3 separate regions of the Mus musculus genome follow, and all the other regions are linked to region 3. A link is a contact called in public Micro-C and promoter capture Hi-C data. All regions are on one chromosome and are shown on one strand. Each heading gives the region's core, a stretch centred on a gene start, on an enhancer-like site or on the middle of the called end of the contact. The rest is flanking DNA. Distances are from core to core; before and after follow the strand shown.

Region 1 (4,818 bases), core at 183-2,682, 220 kb before region 3:
ATCTCCTAGTCTCATTTGTCATGGAAGCTTTGGTCCTGCCTTCCTCCTAGAGCTACTGTGGGGATGAAATGTTAGCAGAGTTGGCAAAATGCCTTCCCAGATTGTCCATCCTGGGACTGGGGTCAGGGGATTTCTGAGAAGGGACATGGCTGTAAGTGTCTGTGCAAACATGTCACAGGGCATCAAACTCACCCAGTCCACCAGACTCCTCGCCTGCCTTGGCTGGTCGTTTATAGAGGACAGCCAGGGTCTCCAAAGATAAGCTGCCCTGTGACAAAGAGATAAATTGGTACAAGATGTAAACACAGGCTTCCTCTGAAGGTTTGACTCACAAGCCATGTGCTCCAGGACTCCTCTGGTTCCCTGACAACTGAGCCAAGTCTGGGACAGATACCCTTCCTCTCTGCTCCAACAATGTCATCGCTGCTCTTACCCCACTGCTTTGTCATTGTCTGATGGAGCCCTTCTAAGATGAAAGATATGTATGGGCACATTTGCCCCTAGCCAAGCCCTAGTACATTACCTTGTGCAAGGAGTGGCTTGAGCAAATGTTGATTGAATGTGAACATGAAATGTTTGGAAGAAGAGAATGCCTGCTGTATAGGGAGGATCTATCTTACTGCCAGCTTCTGATATCAAAGAATTGAGAACAGAACCCTGCCATCTTCCTAATTAGAGAAATGGTTTCGAATACTCCTGGGCCTGTTGCTTCTCCTCTAGACTCTCAGAGACAAGGAAAAGGAAACGTGGCATGCTCAGGACAGAGGCAGCAACCCCCCCCCCCAACAAAAGGCCTCTTCAGACTTTGGCCCTGTCACTCTATGTTACCTGCTACCATCTGGGTCCCATAGTCCAGGTTGCGTTAAGCCTAGCTTCCACAGTAGCCTCTCCTGTTCCCTCAGTGAATTGTATGGACTCCCTATGAAGCTCAGGCTACTTGGCTTCCAGCTTTGGCAATGTTCTCTCTCTCTCTCTCTCTCTCTCTTTCTCTCTCTCTCTCTCTCTCTCTCTCTCTCTCTCTCTCTCTCTCTCTCAGCGCCCTTCCCCGTCACCTGGAATGATACGTGAGGCAAACTATTTCCAGCCAAAGGTATAGAAGAAGGGCTGAGGCTCTCTGTTGTCTCTCCCCTTCAAAGAGAACCAGACACCACCATGGGCGTCACACCTTCTCCTGCCCGCAGCTCCCTAAGCCTGGGTTCAGACTGTCAAAGGCTAAGTTGCACTTACCGTTCATTCCTAGCACCTTCTTGTCCATTGATTTGTGCTAGGGCAGGGGCTTGGGCCAAGGCCTGGCCAGGGAGGGCAGCAGCAGGGTCAGCAGCAGGGTCAGCAGCTGGGGCAGCAGCAGGGGCAGCAGGAGGGGCAGCAGCAGGAGAGGCAGCGGGGTCCATCCTTGGGACACCAAGCCAGACAGCTCTTCCAGTTCTCAGAACCTTCAGCACTCTTTTGGCTTTTCCCCTAGAGACCCTTTTATAAGCCCTGCCTTGACTCATCAATTATTCAGGCAATGCAAGGATGGGGGATGAGGGATGCTGGTAAAGATCTAGGGAGGGGGATCTTGGAGAGAGAGCTGTGTTCTTGGGTGTGAAATCTCTCCCAGTTGAGTAAACAGGGTCTGGGGAGGAGGTGAGGGGTCTGCTACAGCTCCAAGTCAGTAAGGAAAATAAAGAAGGGATAAATCTCACACCATTTGTGTGAATTCCCCAGGCAGGATCAGGACCCAAGGTGGGAAGGAGGGGCTCTCATTAGTACCCAAAGGCAGCCAGGCTTGTCTGGGACAGAAGGCTGAATACAAGAGCCTTTAGCAAAGCTGGTTCCCAGTGAGAAAAGAAGAGTGACAGACTCACCAGCTCTTTCAGCTCAAATCCCAAGGAGATTTGCCAGGTGGTCCCTGATACGGGGTCACTGCCACGAAGTATGTCATGTGGCTTAGGATAAAGAAGGGTTCTGGGTGGGGCCTGTCCAGTCTCCTGCTGGGCAAACCTCAAGTCATCTTTTCAATTCCCTCCCCACCCCTCTCCCTGCTCAATTGACTTGCAAAAGTTCCTAAAGCCCCTCCACCGCCTCCGCAGAGAGTGGTGTGGTGTGGGGAGCAGAGCGGGCCCAGGGAGTTTGCAGGGCAGATTCCAAATGCCACAGCTCAGTTTCTAGTTTAGGAGCCCAGGTGCTGGAGACTAGAAGGGTTCTGCCCAGCACTGGCTGGCCAAAGGACCATCCCAGGCCTCATCTCACGTGAGACGAGGGTGCTGGCTCAGTGGGTCCCCAAGGCCCTGCCAACCTGAACCCTCTGTGACAAAGAGCTGGGTAATGACTAGTGACCCTAGAGAGCCAAAAGGTTTGAGGCAGAGTCCTTGGCATTAGCCAGCTTTTGGGCCTTTGCCAAAACGCTTCCAGTTACAACAACTGGCAAGCACTTCATGCTTAGAGGTTTCAAAAATATTTCTCCTGATCTCAGTGGCCAGCACCTGCCCAGACTTAGTGTCTCAAATATTCATCACAGCCTGGCTTGTAATGGTCAGAAATTAGAAACAACCTCAGTGTCCAATAATAGGAAACCCATTAGATTTATTAATTGTGGCCAATCTTGTAATCACATACTAAGCAGATAGTCAAAATCATGTCATCAATGCACAAGCTTGTGAAAGCTGGATGCTAAATGCTGTGACGAATTTTGTCCATGGGTTTCTTATGGAGACCCCACTGATCGCCACTCAGCATGACTTCCGACCTTATTCAGATCTGTACAGCAAAGAAAAAAAAGTTAAGGACAGAGCTAAAGATATGGCTCTGTGGTAGAGCAAACACACAGCAGGCTTCAACCCCTATTCCCAGAAAGAGGGAAAAAAAGAAAAAAGAAAGAAAACGACTTCATATTAAAACTGTCCTGGTGGAAGAATGTTCTGGTGGAAGAATGCGTAAACAGCCAGTGTGTTCAAGAGTGAAAAACATCGCAAGTTTCGAAAATATCCCTTAGGATAATCCCATTTGATAAGGAAAAAATGTGGAATGTACAGAATGCACAGAAAAAAAATTAAAAAGTTAGAGGGAAGGATGCTGCAACTGTTGGCTCTGGGAGTAAGAGAGTAAGGCGAAGTTTTACCTCCTTTATTATATCATGATGTTTTGAAACAATTTCCACCCAAAAAGTATAAATGAATGAGAACACAAAGTTGAGTTACTATGGACGTGGGGCTGATCTGGAAGGCATGGTGAATATAGGCTGCATAACTTCTCAGTTCATGAAAAACATGACATTTATGTTTTTACAACACAAATATGTTCTTTATCCTTTCTTTTACCTAGAAGAAAACTGAACAGCATTTTCTGCTGTGCATTCTGTACATTCCACATGTTTTCCTTATCAAAACGGGTTAGTTCTAAGGGATATTTCTCAACCTTATGCTTTTCACTCTTTTTTTTTTAGTTATTGATTTTTTTATTAGATATTTTCTTCGTTTATATTTCAAATGCTATCCCCAAAGTCCCCTATATACCCTTCCCCTGCCCTGCTCCCCAACCCACCCATTCCCACTTCCTGGCCCTGGCATTCCCCTGTACTGGGGCATATAATCTTCACCAGACCAAGGGCCTCTCCTCCCATTGATGGCCAACTAGGCCATCCTCTGCTACATATGCAAGAGAAGTTCAAATATATATTGAATACATATCCAAAGAATATATATTAAAAACAGTATACATTATCTGTTTTAACTGATGAATAAAACTGTATATATAAAACATTTATCCACAAAACAAGAAATTTCTTGGGGTTGTGGCAGCCATTTTGAAATACCTGAGGATTGGACCGCACTGAATTATACTTGTCCTGTGTGACTTCAAAGACAGAGAGGCCCATTGATAGCAGCTAAAGGAAGACTCGTTTTGGCTTAATCTAAGTAAATTGTTTTTTAACAGTTCAACCACCTAAGGGCCTGGCACTGTATGTTCCATCCACAAACAGAGGTTTATTATAGGAAGTGAAATGAGCCCAGTGGGCTACTCTACCTAGGACTGGGCCAAGCTCTCTGATGCTGCATTTTAAGTTGGAGCTGGATGCTGGCTCTAAGAGGGAATGCTATCCCCAAATTTCTATGGAAATTTGCTAAAAGGAGGGATGAGACTGAGAGAACGAAGGACGAAAGCCAAACAGACTGGGCTGAAAAGAGACAGCATGCAAAATCGGACAGAACCCAAGGCATATTATTACCCCCTGGAATCTTTTTGACCTCTCTCTAGGTGACCTCTCACCATCCAAAAGAGGTCAGAGGGAAGGCGAGGGGAGCACGTATTTCTCTGGAGGTCCCAGGTCATTTCAACCTGACTTAGTTATGTCACTCACCATGCCACCATTGACCTTAAAAACTGTATCCCTTCAGCTAGTCCCTTCCCTCCCCAAAGCAGGCTTCATGGATCGCCTTCTACTCAGCATCCAGCATGCTCACCTAACTCCGAGGGAGCCTTCTGCCTGTCTCCCAATACACCTGCTCTGACACTCCCTCAGCCGTGGAGGAGACAAAGGCACTGGCCCCAGTTGTTGGATTAGAGGCCTGTTGCTGAACAGAAATAATCAGAGCCTGACTGCTCTCTCTTGTAGTTAGGACAGAACAGGAATGAGCAGGTCAAAATGGTGGCGGGAAAGATCAGCCGAAGCCAAACAGGGCAACTACTAATAAAGACAATTAGATGACACCTATTTTTCTCTATCAACTATAGTGTGCAGGCTTTTGTCAGTTATTGTTTCCTCAGACTTTCCTGAGAAGAATCCTAGCGCTCTCTGGGCCCAACACTTTGTTAAACATTGCTTGGCAAAGAGATAGG
Region 2 (4,572 bases), core at 1,488-3,987, 170 kb after region 3:
TCGTGACACTCCAGTAGATTGCTGTACACCCATTAGTATGATGGCAGCACAAACCGAATTCAAGGAGTGGGAGAGGCTAGAGAGATGTCTCAGTGGATAAGAGTATTTGTTGTTCTGGGAGATAACCCAGGTTCAATTCCTAGCACCTATATTGTGGCTTATAACGATATAAACTGACAGCATGACTGCTCTGTGGTATGGTTAAGGGGAAAGTTTTCACTGTAGATGTGTGTGTGTGTGTGTGTGTGTGTGTGTGTGTGTGTGTGTGTGAGAGAGAGAGAGAGAGAGAGAGAGAGAGAGAGAGAGAGAGAGAGAGAGAGGAGACATATGGAAGAGTCCAAAGCAGAAGAAGAAAGGAGTAGACTGAACATGGCCAGCAGACATAGCCAGCGCTATCTGCAAGAGAGAGGAGAGTAGGAGGGGACAGAGAGTAAAGAAAACCTAGTGAAAGAAGCAGGAAGAGAGCAGGGAGAGAACGTAATGGGAACAACAGGGTTATAAGGATAATGAGTAGCCAGGGGGGAAGGAAGTCTGTGTGCAGGAGGAAGTTTAGGATAAGAAAAGAGGTGAGAAGGTAAAGGCCATATTGTGGGACAGGAAAGATGGCTCCACAGTTAGGAACATTGGCAGCTCTCGGAGATGACCCAGGCTCAATTCCCAGCACCCCTACAACAGCTCACAAACATCTGTAGATCCAGTTTAAGGAGACCCAGTGTATGTGCATGTGTGTGCAGGGCCCATGGAGACCAGAGGCACCAGCTCCCCTGAAATTAGAGTTAAACTGGTTGTGAGCCTCCTAACATGGGTGCTGGAACTTGAGCTAGGGCTAGTCTACAAGAACGGTATGTAATTTTATTTGCCAGGATATCTCTCCAGTCCCTGATATTATACCTTATACTCAAGGAAAGAGATTCAGAGCTTACGGTATCCTATGGCCTCAGAGGGTCAGGCCAAGGCTTGAACTCAGGCCCATACAGCTAAAGCTTACACTCTTCACTATGTACTATTTTAAACCACTAAATGCTAATAAAAGCAAACATCTGGATTCATTACAAAAAAAAAAAAAAAAAAAAAAGGAGACCCAGTGTCTTCTGCTGGCCTCCATGGGCAACACACACACACACACACATGCACAGGCAAAACACTCATGCACATACAATACAATTTAAGAAATTAAATCCATGATGTGAGATTCATGATTTCCTCTTGTCAATTTAAAAACAAAACAATCAAGGCTTCTGCAGAAGCTGGCCTATTTGCTAAGGAAGATGGAATCTGGAGTAAGAGGTGGCCGGTAAAAGCCTGGGGTTTTCTACTCTGTTAGAACCAGGAAGTGTTTCTGCAGCATATGTATGAGCCCTGGAGAATCTCTGCTGGCCTGTGTCCTGAAGTCAAGCTGTAGGCATCAACGCCAGCTTCCCCCTGCTCCAGGGCCTTGGCTACTCTGAACCATCTACTGCCAGTTACAGCTTTCCATTCCCAAGGTCAAAAGCTAAGGAAGCTGCCCCCTAAAGCCAACACAAATGTTGGCATTCCTAAGCTAAGCACCATGCTGTGGGCAAGTTCTTCTTATCCTGTACTGACCCATTCTCTAAGGTCCTGTGTCCTATAGGAGTGGACATCCTGAAACCTGGGCGGTATCAGACTGGGAGATCAGACTAGGCTGGGTGGAAAGGTCGTAAGTTCCTGTCCGGGCTTCTTCCCTGAAATAGCCTGTGAGCTTGGGGACTTATCCCAGACTGTGTTCCCAGGAAAGCGGGCTAAGCCAGAGCTTTGTGGGTAGGAGACTGCAAGAAGTCAAGCTGTGAATGGACAGTCTCTGAATTGAGGGCCAATTTCTCCCTCTAGCCTCATCCTTCCTTACCTTGGCTACTAGAAGATTCTGTTCCCGTGACCTTTGTTGCTGAAATCCCCCTTCCTTTCCCCTGTTCTTGTGAGCAGGGCATGTCTTTTGTGCACTTAGGAGCAGCTGTGGGGAGAAAGGCTTTGGAGCCAGCTCTGATCTGGAATCCAGATCTAGCTTTGATAAACAGTGTGGCAATGGGCAGGTGACTGACTGAAACTCCCGGAGGCTGTCACAAGAGATGCAGTAATTGGTGTCTGTACCCAACTGGGTTGGTGGGAGAAGCAAATGGGGTAACTCTGGGGGAATGCCCCCCCCGCCCAAAAAGTTTCATAGAACTCAGTGAATGAGTACCACATGTAGGAAAACAGGAAGAACGTCTTCTTCCTACAGGAGGAGAGGATGATAGGAGAAACTGAGGCACTAATCACCCCTGGAGCCTCAGAGTCCTGGAGTCTCTGGAGTCCCTTAGAACTCAGCGAAAGGGAAAACAGAGCCTGAGGGAGGGACACCTGGGAGAGTTAAGAGGAGACATGACCCCGAGCCATGTGAGGCGGACAGGGAGCTAGACATATAGGCACCAGGTGCAGGGGCCCTGATGAGAAAAAGTAAAAAAAAAAAAAAGAGTCAGGTTACCAAAACGGCTAGGAAAGAGTCTACTGGGGCAGGACAACCCAACCAGGTTAGGGAGGAGGGCAGGGTGAAGGAACTCTAGCCAGTCCAAGCACGGCAACATGGCTCTGACAGGCCTTGTCCTTCCTTATTCCCTCTGCCTTGCTAAAAAGAAAAAAGGAAAAAAAAAAACTGTTAGATTACACTTCTAAAGCTAGCCACAGAGGATCATTACATTCTTTGGCCACTTCCTCCTCCTGAGGCTGACTACCAAGGTCCAGCAAGCAAAAGCGGGCCATTACCTCACCTAATTAGCCTGTCCAATCAAAATGAAACACCTCATCCTAACATGGGGTTTCCCCTTTTACCTTTATAAATGGCTATTTTCCTATGGGCCAGATCTGTCTCCTCTCTACCCAGAGGCAGTCCTTTGTCCTTCCCTTCCCTGTCTCCCTTGACCCTTTTCTCCCCCTCCCTGTTGCCTTACCTTTCTTCCTCTTCCTCTACTTCCTGTCTTTGTCTCTTATGCCTGCCCTCTGTCCCTGCGGGGCAAATAGTGCTCCTTTGTGCTGAACGCGGTCTTGGGGTGTCTTGTGCCTACTCTGAGAGTTTCTAGTATACCAGTCATACCCTGTAAATAGGTAGAGACTGAGGGTTACAGGGAGAACCTGGCAGCCAGGTCCACTCTGATACGTTAAATAGGCACCTCAGTTAGCCTTTGTCCCAGGTTTGAGACCTAACTCTCAGTAACTCTTAGTTCCCTTCTCCTCTGAACCCAAACTACCCAATCCAAACAGTGGTTTGAAACCTAGTTTGCAATGAAGAAATGTTGTACATAAATTGGTATAGTTCTTGCAAACTCATAACTCTAGAAAAATGTGACCCATGACAATGAAATCCTCAGTATATATTTAAACTTCCCCTGTTCTGCCGGTCTCTCACTGTCACAGGCCCCTCAGTCTTAAGGACACAGATTACTTCGTAGCCCCTTCTGTCAAGAAGTCAGTGTCGCTTGGGCTTTTCAAAGATGTGCATTCTCAGCCACCACATGGGGCCATCAGCCTGAGAGTTACTGTAGGTAGTTCTCAACTGCTACAGCTCTGGAACTCAGGGCTCATCATGGGCCACTGGTTCCAGGGAAGATGAGTGCCACAGTTTCCTTCACCACTCTCTCCTCATGTGGGAAGAACGAGGCATGACAGCAAGAATTAGAAAAACTCCACAAAGAGCAAGGCTTTTGTCACAAGGCCCAACTTGGGTTAACTTGTACTCTATAACTACTGAGACCCAGGAGTGGGCCGCTGAGCCCTGTCTGTAGCTGGCTGGAACCTCCTTGTGTGATGCAATCCTTGCCTCTGCACGAGTTCCCCTGGGTCCAGAGTCCCTTGACTTTCCTGTCTCTTCAGTACAGCCCCTAAGGCTGAGAGTCTCAACTTGTTTACACTAGTCTAACAGCACCTGCACCACCTGGGGAAGTATGTCACAAATGTACATTCTCAGAACCTCCCCACACCACTTCATGTGATTCCTGATAAGGGTCCCAAGTTCAGGACTGGACACGGGCTCTAGTTGCATAAATCACTTTACAAACACAGGGTGGATATGATTTGCTTGCTTTGGGGGGAAACAGGGAGGACATTTGAGACAGTGTCTCACATGGCTCCAAGATGGCTTGGAGCTTGCTATACAACTAAGGATGACCCCAAACTCCGGATCCCCCTGCCTCTAGCTCCCAGGAGCTAGAACTACAGTTAGTAGTATCAACATGCCAGGCTGTAATTTGCTTCTTCATCTTCACATTTTCTGGTAATTTATAGCCTACTACACAGAAGAAATCATGGAAGATGCAAACACACTGATGGAGAGGGTTTCTAATGCCACAGTTCCTAATTAGAAGGCAATGCGTTCCCACTTTATTTCAAATTTATGTCCTGACCGGTGATTTTGAATCAGGCCAGTGGCTGATCTAGCTTGATTTGTACTTAATGCTTATTTCTCCAGTGGCTTGTTGCTACTGGAAAAAGCTTTGGCATTCCAAACAGAACATTTGGGATATAATATAAATAAACACTTTGAACAGAGATTTAAAGTAGTTTTATTACAGCCATTGACTTGGC
Region 3 (4,634 bases), core at 2,092-4,591:
AAATCCATAGGGAAAGCAGAAGACACATAAAATCTGAAAACATATCCCCATCTACATTACCTATCAGCGATCCATTTGTTCAAACGCATGTCTTCAATAGTCTCCTGCCCTGAGTATTATTTGACTACATATTCAGTCAATACCTATGCACACAAGAGGCACTGTGTTAGCTAGTTTTGTGTCAAACAACACAAGCCAGAGTCATTTTGGAAGAGGGAACCTGAATTGAGAGAATGTCCTCACCAAAGTGGCCTATGGGTGAGTGAGCCTATGGTGTACTTTCTTGATTGATCATTGATACGGGAGGGCCACACTCACTGTGTGCAGTGCCACACCTGGGCTGGTGGTCCTGAGTGCTATAAAAAAGCAGGCTGAGAAAGCCATGAGGAGCAAGCTAGTAAACACCACCCCTCCGTGGCCTTTGCATCAGATCCTGCCTCTAGGTTCCTGCCAAGTTTGAGTTCTTGCCCTGACTTCCCTCAGTGATGGAGTGTGACCTCAGAGCTATAAGCTAGAATGAACCCTTTCCTCTTCAAGTTGCTGTTGGTCATGTTGTCTTTTCACAGCAGTAGAAAAGTTAACTAAGATACTACTTGTGGAAATTAAAGATATTCTAGGCATAGTTTTGATCAAGGAATTTGTAATATATTTAGGGAGAAGATGTATATCCTCTTGTGCTGTGTACCTGTGTCTATAAAGAGAGGGAATCTAAATAATAATAGAGAACCATGCTCAAATGAGTAGAAGTTTGCAGAAGAAAGGGCTAACCTGGGAGCTAAAGTGGTAAAGATAACTTCAGAATAGTATTCTTAAACTGGTACGGGAAAGATTGGATGTGACAAAGTAAAGGAAAGCAAATACAAAGAGACAGACCACGAATTGTGGGATACCTGGAACCTCTATTTAGATACTCGCTTTGAACAGCCTTAAATACACGAAGTAAGGGATTCTGGACCAGACCTGAGCATACACGGATTAGGAAGCAATTTATCAGTCCACTAGGTGTCAAAGAGTAAGCAGTGTTTAAGACCATGTGGATTAGAAGATAGAACTAGAGCAACTAGTTAGGAAACTATTGAGGTATGTGGCAATGAAGGTGCAGACTAGGGTAGAACTAGCAGAAATACAAAGGAAGGATTCAGTGGGAAAAGCCTTTAGGTGAATGATGTTAAAAAAGTAAAACAGACAGGCACATAAATGCAAACACTCAATTTCGAGCTGTTGGCACAGCTTCACAGAATGTGGGTATGAAGGAAGGAAAATGGTTCCAGCTGGGATACATGGAAGGTCAGTGTCACTACAACCTACACTGAGGTGAGCAGCCCTTCCAACTCTGAAATCCTCCCATGAAGTGCACTTCCAAGGCACTGGTCTGAAGCAACAACAAACGTTGACTGGCTACAGTTCTTACCGGGAGGACAGTCTGAGGCTCAACACAGAGGAAGCTGAAGCCATGTGAGGTCATAAGATCTGAAGCCACTAGAGAAGAAATTCTGAAGAAGGGCAGAAAGTATGAAGAGCGTCTTGTGGGGTAGACAACTGGATCAGGGCTGTGAGCCAACCTCAAGTGATTAAGAACTCTTACTCACGTCCCAAGAAATAACACAACCATGTAACCATATGAGAACAGGGTAGAGACACATGAACAAACACAAAGATGAGTTAAATCCATGAGAAAACTAAATATCGAATTTCTTACCAAACAGACCTTGTCTACTGGGGTTTATAATAAGTACAAAAAAATCCCTGTAATTATAAGATTCCTAGAAAGAGCTGGACCCATATTGAAATATTCTAAAATAACTCTAGAACTAAGTTTTTAAAAACCTTTTAAGTCTATCTTTATTTACAATCCCAAAAGTTACTGCTAAATTTAATCTGTTAAACATGAATAAGCATATCAACACACATGGCTCTATTGAGAAATACTGTGGGTTTTTAAAAAAAGCTTATCACAGAAAAAGACAATATACTCTCATTTATATAAGGTTAAAGCACAGATGATACTAGGAATATTTTGTTCAGGGATTAAACTCTTATGTGGAAAATGAACTAAAAAACAAAAAACAAAACAGGAACAAACAGCTGGGCTGTGGTGGCTCACACCTTTAATCCCAGGACCTAGGAGGCAGAGGCAAGCGGATTTCTGAGTTCGAGGCCAGTCTGGTCTACAGAATGAGTTCCAGGACAGCCAGGGCTACACAGAGAAACCTTGTCTTAAAAAAACCCAAGAAAACAAAACAAAAACAAACAAACAAAAGGCAAAGGAATAATTGTAATTGGTGCAAACTCCTAGATAAAAGGGGAAGAAGCAATCTGAGAGCCAAGGGGGCTTCTAAGGCACTTATGTGAATCATGTCCTACCTCTTAACCTGTATAGCAAACAGCTCTTTATAATCACCCAAGCAATACACTAGATTCACTTTCCATGTATGAGGAATCTCATCACAGAATAATTAAAATAATTCAAGCAGAGGAAACATGAAAACAAGACAACAAATGAAACAAACAACAACAAAAACCTTTTAAAAACAATTCAGGAGAAAGCATTCCTAAACAGGTTCTTTGTGCCACTGTTCCAGTGCGAAGATTCAATGGCAGTGTGAAGCCAAAACTAAGTGGCTCCTTTTTCTTAAGGTTTCCTGTCCTGTCAATAACTGGGAAGCTCCGGCCTCAGGGAGGTCCGCACCAGGCTCAAAGGGCCATTTACTGCAGAATCAGGAGGGGAAACTGCCCTAAGTTTCCTTTCTTCTTCCAAAGCACCCGAAGCCAGATCTGCGCTCAATTTGGAGATGCAAACTATCACCCTGTAACTTGAAGATCTCAAAGCACTACCCGGTGTGGCGGGCCCATTATGTCTTTAAAATCTAGACAAAGTAAAGTGCCCACCCTCTGACCCTCTGGCCGGTGAGACCTAGCAGGACCAGCGGGCGGGCCAGGGAGTGGCTGGCGTGAGCATCCGGAGAGTCAGGAATGTGAGAGGCCAGGCAGCTCCAGACGCTTCTGCCCTGAGGGAAACATTCCAGTGGAAACCCGCCTGGCTACGGCCCTTCCAGAACTTCACCCCCGCAGACTGGTCCAGCCTGCCGGCCTTCCCTCCTCCTTTCTCCTTTGTCTTCCCGCTGGAGAAAAACCGCCCCTCAAGAACGTGACACATCCCAAACAAAAGGGAAAAAAAAAAAAAAGACACAAAAGTTTCATAGTAAAAGATAAAAGTTGCCTTCAGCAACCCGGATATGACCTTACCTCTTCATGTTTCCGCAGGCCCCTATCACTAACTTGGGTAAATAGGAAGGAGACCTCAACTCCCAGCAATCTGTGCGGCAGACTCAAAGGTGATGAAGGTTGGAGCGTGGAACTCTGGGAAGTGTAGTAATGTGATGATGGAAAGAGAAAGCGGGTATTGGGTGATGGGTTTATTGGAAATTAAGAATTTTTGGCCCAGGTTAAAGATAACATCCAAAATATAAAGCTCATAAGCCTAGGATTCACCTTTGGCTTCTTGGATTTTTCTCTAAGTATCAATAAATCCTATATTGTTCCTAATCACCGTCTTCATTCTTGTCAGCAAGGCTTCTCTTTTAAGGATTTATCTGACCTGCCTGCTGTTTCCCCTCAAGCCTCTGGTCTAACCACATTGTATGCACTAATGCTTCTCTCTTAGTTGTAACAGATCCTTCTGGGTTCCCTTAGTTTAAAGTCAGAAGCAGTACGTACCCAGACTTTTGAATATTTTATAAAAATATATCGAAGCCAGAGTCAGATATGGTACTGAACCGGAGTTCAGTTCCCATACAGCAGTTCACAATTGTCGATAACTCCAGTTCTGAGCATCTGACTTGTTTTTGGGACACCAAGCACACACGTACATGCAGGCAAAAAACTCCGATGCAGAGCATAGCTTATTTTTAAAAAGCTTCGTATAGAAAAGTGTTTAAAAGCATTAGTTCCCGGGTTTAGGGATGTAGCTGAATCTGTAACGTGCTGGCTTGACATGCATGCACAAAGCCCCCTGTGGGATCCTCAACACCACACAAACTGGGAGTGGAATACTTGTTCGGGAAGTTCAAAGGCAGGCTGGACTACACGAGACCCAATTTCAACAATAGCAACAGCATGAATAACAAAAACAATAAAAGTATGTGTTCTTAATGGCCCAAAATGGAAAAGCAAGTATCTCTAAAGTTATGAAAATGTATTAATTTATAAGATGGAAATTTCAAGCTACAAAGCTCATTTAATTACATAGCTCAAAGCAAGCCAGGTCTACATATTCTCAAAAAAAAAAAAAAAAAGAAAGAAAGAAAAAAACTAAAAACAAAACCAAAACAAAACAAAAATATAAAACAAAGAAGGACTACTACCATGCCTCCAAACTATAAAAGGTAAGTAGAAAATTCTGAGACTCTGCACATTTATGAGGAAACAAGAGAAATATGATTTCTAAATGTATTGTAGGATCTTGAAATAGACAGAGGACACACGGTAAAAACTAAGTACATATAAATAAAGTATAGTTTTTATTTAATAAGTTTCATTGTACATGACAAATATACTGTTGTGTTAGACATGAACTCTAAGAAAAACAGTAGAGTACATATGGAACACTAGAGTATGAAGCTCTAATGTAAATC

Evidence for each region. Promoter capture Hi-C pulls out the DNA fragments that hold promoters and counts their contacts. A called contact is a pair of places that touch in the nucleus more often than the background predicts.
Region 1: a promoter capture Hi-C map of the HPC-7 cell line shows a contact between it and region 3. The contact joins the promoter of Ripply1 here to the promoter of Rbm41 in region 3. A contact is called at or near these places in 3 of 39 promoter capture datasets (the HPC-7 cell line, cranial neural crest and pre-B cells), 2 of 484 Hi-C or Micro-C datasets (both in embryonic stem cells), 1 of 115 datasets of contacts at active chromatin or transcription factors (pancreatic cancer cells) and 1 of 9 other capture datasets (adipose tissue).
Region 2: a contact with region 3 is called in a Micro-C map of trophoblast stem cells, with 4 times the contacts expected there. The contact joins the enhancer-like site here to the promoter of Rbm41 in region 3. A contact is called at or near these places in 1 of 39 promoter capture datasets (hippocampal neurons) and 3 of 484 Hi-C or Micro-C datasets (embryonic fibroblasts, liver and trophoblast stem cells).

The regions. Positions count from the first base shown.
Region 1 is chrX:139,780,921-139,785,738 of GRCm38.p6, forward strand. It overlaps Ripply1 (ripply transcriptional repressor 1), which reads right to left and starts at 1,433. Exons shown (of 4, transcript NM_001037915.2): 1 at 1,228-1,433; 2 at 193-268. The coding sequence starts at 1,391.
Region 2 is chrX:140,162,319-140,166,890 of GRCm38.p6, forward strand. No RefSeq gene overlaps it. Among named protein-coding and RNA genes, the nearest start is that of Gm39537, 25 kb to the left of the region's middle. Within about 2 kb of position 2,738, at least 3 of the 459 cell types and tissues checked have an H3K27ac peak or open chromatin away from gene starts, as enhancers often do. A contact at or near this core is called in trophoblast stem cells, where this site is marked.
Region 3 is chrX:139,995,254-139,999,887 of GRCm38.p6, forward strand. It overlaps Rbm41 (RNA binding motif protein 41), which reads right to left and starts at 3,342. Exons shown (of 7, transcript NM_153586.2): 1 at 3,247-3,342. The coding sequence starts at 3,254.